Linked DNA regions of Macaca mulatta: region 1 is linked to region 2. Evidence: chromatin contacts called from public Hi-C data. All regions are on one chromosome and are shown on one strand. Each heading gives the region's core, a stretch centred on a gene start, on an enhancer-like site or on the middle of the called end of the contact. The rest is flanking DNA. Distances are from core to core; before and after follow the strand shown.

Region 1 (5,041 bases), core at 689-3,188, 83 kb after region 2:
GTGGTGGCACCCCTGTAGTCCAGCTACTCGGGAGGCTGAAGCACGAGAATCGCTTGAACCTGGGAGGTGGAGGTTGCAGTGCGCTGAGATTGTGCCACTGCACTCCAGCCTGGGTGACAGAGTGAGACTCCATCTTAAAACAACAACATTTGGTAGAACTTACCGGTAAAGTTTCTGTGTTGGTAGAAACAAACACTTTTCCCTTTCACCACAGAGGTCCTGTCAGAGGACCTCTTGGGAAATTAACCAGTACAAATATGTGAAGTGGCTGGGCACTGTGGCTCACACCTGTAATCCCATTGGTTTGGAAGGGTGAGGTGGGAGGGTCGCTGGAGGCCAGGATTTTGAGACCAGCATCATAGTGACTCCATCTCTACAAAAAATTTTTTTAAAAAATTATCTGGGTGTGGTGGCACGGGCCTGTGGTCCCAGCTACTCTGGAAGCTGAGGCAGGAGGGTCTTTTGAACCCAGGAGGTGGAGGCTGCAGTGAACAGTGATTTTACCACTGCACTCCAGCCTGGGGGACAAAGTGAGACCCTGTCTCTAAAGAAAAAATAACTAAGTAAATACATACATAAATAAATATGCATGTGAAGCCTTTAGCGCCTGGGTCGCATTAGAAAGACAATACTCCTTTACAGCGACGATGATGGTGATGACTGGAGGAGGGAGTGCAGAAAGCCCATGCCCCGCCTGTACTGGATTTGCTAAACCTCAGAAAAGGGAAGACGCTTACTGCTGTCATTCACGGCCAGTTTCTAAAGGCGCACAGAAGCGTTGTTTTAGGGCTGGGCGCGGGGGCTCAGGCCTGTAATCCCAGCACTTCAGGAGGCCGAGGAGGGTGGATCACGAGTCTAGGAGTTCAAGACCAGCCTGCGCCAGATGTTGAAACCCCATCTCTACTGAAAATACAAAAATTAGCCGGGCGTGGCAGCATGCCTGTAGTTCCAGCTATGCGGGAGGCTGAGGCAAGGAATTGCTTGAACCCGGGAGGCAGAGGTTGCAGTGAGCTGAGATCGCGCCACTGCACTCCAGCGTGGGTGACAGAGCGAGACTCAGTCTCAAAAAAAGAAAAAAAAGTTGTTTTAGCCCCAAAGTACCTCACTTCTCTTTTTTTTTGTTTAATTTTATTTTTTGTTTTGTTGAGACAGCATCTCGCTCTACTCCGTCTCAAAAAAAGAAAAAAAAAAGTTGTTTTAGCCCCAAAGTACCCCACTTCTCTTTTTTCTTTTCTTTTGTTGAATTTATTTTTTTGTTTTGTTTTGAGACAGCATCTCGCTCTGTCAGCTAGCCTGGAGTGCAGTGGCACGAACACGGCCCACTGCAGCCTCGAACTCCCGGGCTCAGGCGATCCTCTAGCCTCGGCCTCCCAAAGTGGTGGGGTTACAGGCATGAGCCACCGCGCCCGGCGCTAAAGCACGTAATTTCTATCATCCATCTATTATTCCCTAATATTAATTGGGCACTACTATGACTCATTTCCGACACCGCAATGGGCCCTCTTGGTCTCCTTGTCCACCTTTCTTTCCCTCTTCCTCTTTTTATTTTTTGAAAGAGAGAGATCCAGGATGCAAGAGTCCCGACAATCATACTAGATATGCGAAAGAAAAAAAGCCGGAAGAAAATACACAAAAATCATAACGCTTTGAGGGTGTGGCTTACGGGTGTTTTTTTTTCTTTTCATTTTCCTAACTCTGCAATGCTGTTATATTACATCCACAACTTCAAACACAGTGCCGCACGGCCGCAGTCCCAATCAATTCAGTGACACAATTGTTAGGGACGTCCTCTTCCCGCCCGGGGGGCGGACCCCGGCCCCGCCTCCTTGACAGGCTCAGGTCCCGCCCCGAGACAGTCCCAGGCTCCGCCCCCGAGCATACGCGCGCGCTCAGTCGCAGCGCAGAGAACCAATCACCAACCATTTCCACGCTCGGTCCCTTTTGGCTTCTGCCCTCAACCAAAATGGCGCTAGCTTGGAAGCTGCCGAGGTTCTAGGAGTTGCCGAAGCAAGTCCGGAAGCTACCGAGCGAGTCCGGAAGTTGCCGAAAGGGAGCAGCGGGGAAGGAGGATGGCGGATATCATCGCAAGACTCCGGGAGGACGGGATCCAAAAACGTGTGATACAGGAAGGCCGAGGAGAGCTCCCCGACTTTCAGGATGGGACCAAGGTTCGTGTCTACCCCTCCCCGCTCCCCCTCTGCGGCGTGGTGCGCATGCGAGGCGGGAGGAGGCCTTAGGCGAGAGGTTGCGCATGCCCAGAGGGCAGCGGCCAGTGACCCTACCGCTCACATGCAGAGCTCGACGCTGATTGGGCTGAATTTAAGTAGGGGTGAATTCGGACCTGTCTGCCCCGCCCCCTGGCTCGGCCTTGTAGCAGCATTGGTGGGGGAAGCCGTCAGTCATCACAAGCGGGTTGGGGTTGGGGGTTGATCTCAGTGCTTGGGCAGACACCACGCTGGAGGAAACCGAGGGCGGGGAGTGGTCCTAGGGCATCTGGATTTCAAGGCTTATGATCCTTTGTAGATGGAAGGGCCTTCCGAAAACACTTAGACCAACTGCCACTCTAAACATCCCGAGGCCCTGGGATGTGCAAAGCCGGAGAAAGGGCCCAGAGGTCAGGTCTCCCAGACAGGGACCCTTTGGCAGTCTTCCTGCTGCACTAGTGGCTTGTTTGGGACAGATGAGGGCTGGGAAGTAAAGAACCTCCCACTTGTCTCCTTTTTACCAGGCCCCCATATCCAGCCCCTCTGCCCCCTTCTCCCCCAACCTACAACTCCAGGCTTCCCTGCTTCTGCAGTTGCCTCCTCCCGGAGTGCTTTTCCAGTTGCTACTTGTCTGCAGAGTAGGAAACTTCCCAGGGGCAGCTCCTGTGCCCAGCAGAGCAGTCAGGCAGGACATGGACATTGAGCAAATGAGCACATGCCGCCTGGCCAGCCCTGTGCTGAATCGGGCAGCTAAGCATCCTAGCCCAGTACAGCATAAGTGCTCTGAGATTAGAGGGGAGCTGCATGGCTGGAGTGATCCGCTATATGAAAAGAGATCTTCTCAGGCCGGGCGCGGTGGCTCAAGCCTGTAATCCCAGCACTTTGGGAGGCCGAGACGGGCGGATCACGAGGTCAGGAGATCAAGACCATCCTGGCTAACACGGTGAAACCCCGTCTCTACTAAAAAAAAATACAAAAAAACTAGCCGGGCGCGGTGGCGGGCGCCTGTAGTCCCAGCTACTCGGGAGGCTGAGGCAGGAGAATGGCGTGAACCCGGGAGGCGGAGCTTGCAGTGAGCTGAGATCCGGCCACTGCACTCCAGCCTGGGCGGCAGAGCGAGACTCCGTCTCAAAAAAAAAAAAAAAAAAAAAAAAAGAAAAGAGATCTTCTCTAAGAAGAGACAGGATGTGTGGTGTGGGTTCATGCCCCCATGTACTGGGTGTTGGTGGTGAAAGAAGGGGCTGGCAAGGAAGATCCTGGATGGAACAGACACCAGAAGGAGAGATGTGAACAATGGCACCCCAAGATCAGGAACAGGTGGTGTTAAATAACCAATCCCCGCACTGATTGAATGCTCACTATTCAAGCATTGTGCTACATGCTTCACACGTTTATTTCCTACTCTGTGAGATAGGTACTGTTGTTGATTCCGTTTTACTGATGCGGAAACTGACTTCAGAGATGCAGCATGGTGCAGTTAAGAGCGTGGGCCAGTCTAACCATATCCTGTCGAGTGTTCAATCTTCAAACCTCTTTACTCCGCACCCACCCCCAGTGTTATCTCTAAAAACTCTCCCTGCCCAGATTACTCCCAGATGCAGCTCTCCAGTCATTACTTGTCTCTTAAACCTGACATACAGCTCTCTACTCACCATCTCCACCTGGAAGCCTGGTTGGCCACTCACACTTAACCTGCTCCACCTGAGGCTTCTCCGTGTCAGTTAGGGGAACCAACAACCTTCTCATTGTTCAGGGCAAAAACCTTAGTGTCTCTGTGGTCCTCCCAGTCTCGCATCCCACATCACATCCTCAATATCCAACCAGGATCTGAGTTCTCACCATTTCTGCCATCAGTGCTTGGGTCCAAGCCATCCTCATCTCCTGCCTGGGTTACTGCAGCAAACTAACTCTCCTCCTGCCTTTTTTGTCCCTCTGTGGTCTGTTCTTGTCCCAGCAGCAGAACCTATGCCAGATTCAATTCCTTTTCTGCTTGGAGCCACTCAGTGGCTTCCATCTCAGAGTAAAAAACAGAGGCCTCACCATAGCCTACAGGCCCTGTGAGGTCCACCCCTACTGACTTGGGTGAGCTCCCCTGCTGACCCCGTAGTGTACCCTGCCCCCTCCTTCACTCTGCTCCTCCATACTGGCCTTGCTGCTGTTGAACACATCATGCGTTTGAAAGGGGAAGTTCCCTTGTGCCCCTCGCAGGACGTGTGATGGGGAGTGGCTCGCCTCTTCAGTGCCCCGCTGCTCAAACCTCTGGGGAAGCATACAGATGGGCAGGCTGTGGGGCTCCGACCTCATGGCAGTGTCTCGGGGTGAATGTTTACAATTCTGTGTGTTCTAGGGTGCTCTTTTAGTTTGTGTATAGGCGGCTTATGTTAACCAGCTCAATTAGACCCCCTTCCTTATCACAAGGACAGAGGGCTTTCTGTAGCCTGGGGATTCTTGCCTTGATGTATCGGAGAATTAGATCACATGTGGGCTTGGAGAATGATTGCAAAGTGTTTTTCCGAGACAGAGTTTCACTCCTGTTGCCCAGGCTGGAGTGCAATGGCGCAATCTCGGCTCACTGCAACCTCTGCCTTCCAGGTTCAAGCAATTCTCCTGCCTCAGCCTCCCAAGTAGCTGAGATTACAGTTGCCCGACATCAGGCCCGGCTAAATTTTTTTAATGTTTTTAGTAGAGACAGGCTTTCACCATTTTGGCCAAGTTGGTTTCAAACACCTTTTCTTTTTTTTTTTCTTTTTGAGACAGAGTCTTGCTCTGTTGCCCAAGCTGGAGTGCAGTGGCATGATCTCAGTTCACTGCAACCTCCACCTTCCAGGTTCAGGTGA
Region 2 (5,588 bases), core at 173-2,672:
TGTAGAGGGAACGTCACCAGGCAGGGCCCTGGGGGAAAGCACTAGAATACGGACAGTCCTTCAGTCAGCAACCATTCCCCAGACCCCATGCCAGGAGGGGCAGGGCAGGCACAAGAACGGACCTGGGCCCTGCCTTCGTGGAGTGCACAGTCTAGCAAGTGTCTGTCAGATATCAGGCCAATGTGAAGGTCCCACTGAATGACAAGGAGTGTGGTTCAGGACCCGGGCAGCCCCAGACGCTCAGACCACTCACACTCATCGTAGAAACCGTAGATGCGGTTGATGCTGGCGCACTCGTGGTTCCCACGGAGCAGGAAGAAGTTCTCGGGGTACTTGATCTTATAGGCCAGCAGCAGGCAGATGGTCTCCAAGGACTGCTTGCCCCTGTCCACATAGTCCCCCAGAAAGAGGTAGTTGCTCTCCGGAGGGAAACCGCCATACTCAAATAGTCGCAGAAGGTCATAGTACTGGCCGTGTATATCACCTGTGACCCAGGGAATCGGGTAAGCTAGATGCAGGGTCTAGACCTGAACCCAGGACCAGGACTGGGCTCAAGGGAGGAGGACTCCAGGAACTCTGTGGGGGCCAGTGCCACTTTCAGGAAAGCAAGGGGACCTGGGTCGGGGGGCTCACCGCAGATCTTGAGGGGTGCCTCCAGCTCCAGAAGAATGGGCTGGCTCAGGAAAATCTCCCGGGATTTCAGGCACAGGCCGCGGATCTCGTTCTCTGTCAGCTGTACATTCTTGCCAGGCCGCGAGCCCTGCACTGGGGGCGCAATGGGGTGTCAAGACCCGGGACCCTGACAGGTGGAGGGTGGGCGACACGGGTGGCCCCATGGATACCTCCGGGGGCGCCTAGGCCTCCTCGGCCGCTCCTTGCCCGCAGGCAGCTGTTGCTGCTGAGCCTCCCGGGACCTCGGCCTCAAGCCTCCCAAGGGAAGCCCCCAACTACCCTCAGCGCCTCGGGAGGCGACTGTCGTGCGCAGGGGGCTGCCACCCAAACACCTCACAGCGCAGGACCCCTTCCTGGACCGGGCTTCCCGGGTTTCTCCCTCGCCTCAAGAACCCAGGCAACCCGTGCGCCCCCGGCCCGGGAGAGGGGGCTGCTCCGCGCGTCGGAGCGGGCCCAGGACCTCTCAGGCGCGTCCGCGGGGGGGCGGCTGCGGCCACCGAACCTCGCGGCCCGTCCCCGCCCAGTCTAAGCTGGCCCCGGGGGCCCGCCCGCGCGCCACTTCCGGGCCCGGCAGGGGGCCCGGGAGCGGCGGACGCAGGCCTCCCCCGCCGCGACCAACCTTCTAGCAGGCGCCCGATGATCGAGTCAAGGTTGAGCTTCTCGCTATCGGACATGGCGGCGCCGCCGCTCCAGCCCAGCAGCTCCGGGCCCGCTCCTGCCTCCCGCCCTCCGGCAGCCTCCTTCCGGCCTGGCTCTCCTTCCGCCCGCCCCAGTCCGCCCCCGGCCCGCGGCCCCGCCTCCGGGCCTCCCGGGCCCGCCCCGCCCGGTCCCCCGCGCTCTAGCGCCCCCGCTGGACGTGAAGCGCCGCGGCCTGGGGGGCGGGGCCTTGGCGGCGGGGTCTGTCGGGGGCGCGTCCAACTGGTTACGCCCCAGAGGAGGCGCCCAGCCCGGTTCAGAGGATGTGGGGCCGGAAGAACTGTGGAAGTTGTTTTTCTCTTTCAAAAGCAGAACAGCCGTTCCCACCCCTGCCCTGGGTGGAGGGTGTTGTGAATATATTAATAACCGGCTGCTAGGCACTGAGGGTTAACTGCTCGAAGTGCAGGAAAGGAAACTGAGGCTCAAGAGATATGAACAGACTGGTGCAAGACCTGGACCTCGCATTCACGTACGACCCCCTTTTTCGTGGGTCTCCGTGGCCCCCAGGCGGCTGACCACACTCAAAGACAGCTACGGCTGAACTTCCAGCGCACTTTGGTCCTTGGGGCATGATAAATTAATATTTTCTTACAAGTCCCATAATTAGCTTTTATTTATTTATTTTTTTTGAGACAGAGTTTTGCTCTGTCGCCTAAGCTGGAGTGCAGTGGCGCGACTTTGGCTCACTGCAACATTCGCTTCCCAGGTTCAAGGGGTTCTCCTGCCTCAGCCTCTGGAGTAGCTGGGATTGCAGGCGCGCGCCACTGCGCCTGGTTTTTGTGTGTTTAGCAGAGGTGGGGTTTCGCCATATTGGCCCGGCTGGTCTTGAACTCCTAACCTCAAGTGATCCACTGGCCTCGACCTCCCAAAGTCCTGGGGGGGTTACAGGCGTGAGCCAACAAGCCTGGCCCCATAATTAGCTTTTGAGTAGCACAGTAATATTGCAGGGTGTGCACGTAAAAAGAATTACTATATGAGCAGACATGGCTGGGTGCAGTGGCTCACGCCTGTAATTCCAGCGCTTTGGGAGGCTGAGGTGGGAGGATCGTTTGAGGTCAGGAGTTCAAGACCAGCCTGGCCAACATGGTGAAACCCCATCTCTCTAAAAATACAAAAAGTTAGCTGGGCATGATGGCAGCCGCCTGTAATCTCAGCTATTGGGGAGGCTGAGGCAGGAGAATCACTTGAACCTGGGAGGCGGAGGTTGCAGTGGGCCAAGGCCCATTGCACCCCCTAGCCGAGGTGACAGTGTGAGACTCTGTCTCAAAGGAGCAGACGATAAATTAACCTTAATTCTTGTTGGAACCCTGAGTTGGGTGCTTTACATGCCAGTAACCTCAGAACTGGAGGTGGGCCTGCTGTGGCGGCTTAGGCCTGTAATTCCAGCACTTTGGGAGGCTGAGGTGGGATGGTCTCTTGCGTCCAGCCTGGGCAACACGGCGAAACCTCATCTCAACAAAAAAATACAAAAATTAGCTGGGCATGGTGGTGCACGCCTGCAGTCCCAGCTACTAGGGAGGCTGAGGCAGGAGGATCTCTTGAGACCAGGAGGTGGGGGTTGCAGTGAGCCCAGATCCTGCCATTACACTCCAGCCTGGGTGACAGAGCATGACCCTCAAGAAACAAACACAAAGGCCAGGCGCGGTGGTTCATGCCTGTAATCCCAGCACTTTGGGAGGCAGAGGTGGGTAGATCACCTGAGGTCAGGAGTTTGAGACCAGCCTGGCCAATGTGGCAAAACCCTGTCTCTACTAAAAATACAAAAAGTAGCCGGGCATGGTAGTGCATGTCTGTAGTTCCAGCTACTTGGAAGACTGAGGCAGGAGAATCACTTGAATCTGGGAGGTGGAGGTTGCAGTGAGCTGAGACCGTGCCACTGCACTCTAGCCTGGGCAACAGAGCAAGACTCTGTCTCAAAAGAAACAAACAAAAGAATTGGAGGTGGCCTGGCCTCTGTGTCTAAGAGGCCTGGGCCCTCCACACCCAGCACAGGAACTCAAGCCTTCAGTCACTGGGGCCATGGGGAGGGTGGGAGGAGCCCACAGCTCAGGGGCACTGGGGCAGGCAGGAAGAGCCTCAGAGAGGAAGGGGTGACACCCCCCACCCTTGGGAGGGGCCCCCAGCGGTTGCTGAAGCTGTGTGAGGAGGAGGAGGAAGTGAGAGGAGGAGGTGAGGTGCTGCAGGAGGTGAGCTGGGCTGGTGGAGACAGAGGCTGGGCCTGGGGCTGGGTCTCCGGACAGAGGCCTGGCTTTTCTGTCAGGGCAGGGCCTAGCCCCCGCCCCCATAAAAGAGGAGACATAGTTGGCTTGGTGAGATACCCTGAAACCTCCCCACTCTCACCCCGCAGCCAGGCCCCAGGCTGGCCGGGAGTGGCCCCTCACACTGGTTCTCCCCACTTTCTCTGCCTGTGGCATTGAAGGCCCCGGGCACCATGGCCCAGGCCCTGGGGGAGGACCTGGTGCAGCCTCCCGAGCTGCAGGATGACTCCAGCTCTTTGGGGTCCGACTCAGAGCTCAGTGGGCCTGGCCCATATCGCCAGGCCGACCGCTATGGATTCATTGGGGGCAGCTCGGCAGAGCCAGGGTAAGGGGGCAGGGTGAGGGATGGTGGGATGCTGGGACAGAGGACGGGGGCTGAGGGCTGAATTCTGGAGGGAGGCCGGGAGGGTCTGGTGGTAGGGATTGGGAGGGGGACTCAGCCAGTAGCACCCGTCCGCAGGCGCCAGGTGGAACACTAAGGTGGGAAGGGTCGGGGAGGCCTCTGTACATCTCTTACCCCCAGCCTCCGAGGGTTCGCACCCACCACTGGGGCAGAACATCCTTCCCCTTTGAACCTCTGGCTCAGGAATCCCAGATCCGAATCACAGACCCATACCTCCTCCTTCCCCCTTTCCCCAAGCTACAGACAGAAACACAAGTCCAGATATAGACAGAAACTTGCCCCAGGTCACACAGGAGATCAGACACAGACCCAGATTCAAACTCGGGACTCCGGGCTTCCAGTCCAGGGCTCTCTCCAGCCAGCTTCCCCTATGAATTGTGTCCCTGTCCTGGGTGACAGCCAATCAGCACCTCCCCCAACACACACCCACTCACCCCTTCAATCTCCTGCTTCTGCCCACATTGGGGCCACATCCTTTCCTGTCCCCATGACAAGCATTGGTGGCTCCTGGGTCACAGGTCACCCGACAGGGCTCCCAGAGATCCCTAGGGCCAGGAGCTGGGTTCACCTGGGTAGCCTGGAGGGTGGCAGTGTGGGCCCTGGGTAACAGCTGCCCAGCGCCTGGATACCTGTGCCATGCCTTCCCAGGCCGGGCCACCCGCCTGCAGACCTCATCCGCCAGCGGGAGATGAAGTGGGTGGAGATGACCTTGCACTGGGAGAAAACCATGTCCCGGCGGTACAAGAAGGTGAGGGGCAGGGCAGGGGCACTACTGGCCCCCAGCAGTACAAGAAGGTGAGGGGCAGGGCAGGGACCCCGTTGGCCTCCGTGGCTCATTCCTGTCTGCCTTGGCCCACATCTTGGCAAAATGTACTCACCCTGTGTCCCAGCACCTCCTGCCTTTGCTCCCTGCCACCCAAAGTGGGCCTCTGCCTGCTGATGAGTTGTGCCTGGGGCCTGCCAGTGGGAGCTATGGAGGCTGCCTAGTGGAGCCCTTGGCCTTGCCCACAGGTAAAGATGCAGTGCCGGAAAGGCATCCCGTCTGCCCTGCGTGCCCGGTGCTGGCCCCTGTTGTGCGGGGCCCATGTGTGCCAGAAGAACAGCCCTGGCACCTATCAGGTGAGGGAGTGGGCAGGGGCCCCAACTCCCCTACCCAGAGCCCCTCACCACACCAAACCCTCACACCCACCTTCCTGGCTACCCACAGGAGCTGGCAGAGGCCCCTGGAGACCCACAGTGGATGGAGACCATTGGCAGGGACCTGCACCGCCAGTTCCCCCTGCACGAGATGTTTGTGTCACCTCAGGGCCACGGGTACGAGGCCGGTGATACCCAGGGACCCCCAGCCCCACAAGCCCTGGGTGCTCCAGCCCACTTTCCCCAGCCCAGCTGTACAGTCTTGCATCTCAGGGGACCCAGCAAGGCCCAGGGAGGCTGAGACCTGGGCAGAGACCCCCAGAGGGTGGAGAAGGGGGTGCCTGCAGGACTGGCCCCTTATGGGGTCTTCCGGCACAGGCAGCAAGGGCTCCTGCAGGTGCTCAAGGCCTACACCCTGTATC

What was found. A called contact is a pair of places that touch in the nucleus more often than the background predicts.
Region 1: a Hi-C map of blood shows a contact between it and region 2, with 3 times the contacts expected there. The contact joins the promoter of AIP here to the promoter of PPP1CA in region 2. A contact is called at or near these places in 2 of 14 Hi-C or Micro-C datasets (CD4 T cells and blood).

What each region holds. Positions count from the first base shown.
Region 1 is chr14:6,897,285-6,902,325 of T2T-MMU8v2.0, reverse strand. AIP (aryl hydrocarbon receptor interacting protein) reads left to right here and starts at 1,938. Exons shown (of 6, transcript NM_001194313.1): 1 at 1,938-2,168. The coding sequence starts at 2,070.
Region 2 is chr14:6,979,205-6,984,792 of T2T-MMU8v2.0, reverse strand. PPP1CA (protein phosphatase 1 catalytic subunit alpha) reads right to left here and starts at 1,422. Exons shown (of 6, transcript XM_077962064.1): 1 at 1,292-1,422; 2 at 254-484. The coding sequence starts at 1,346. It overlaps TBC1D10C (TBC1 domain family member 10C), which reads left to right and starts at 3,780. Exons shown (of 9, transcript NM_001260757.1): 1 at 3,780-3,951; 2 at 4,678-4,777; 3 at 5,041-5,148; 4 at 5,237-5,343; 5 at 5,545-5,588. The coding sequence starts at 3,800.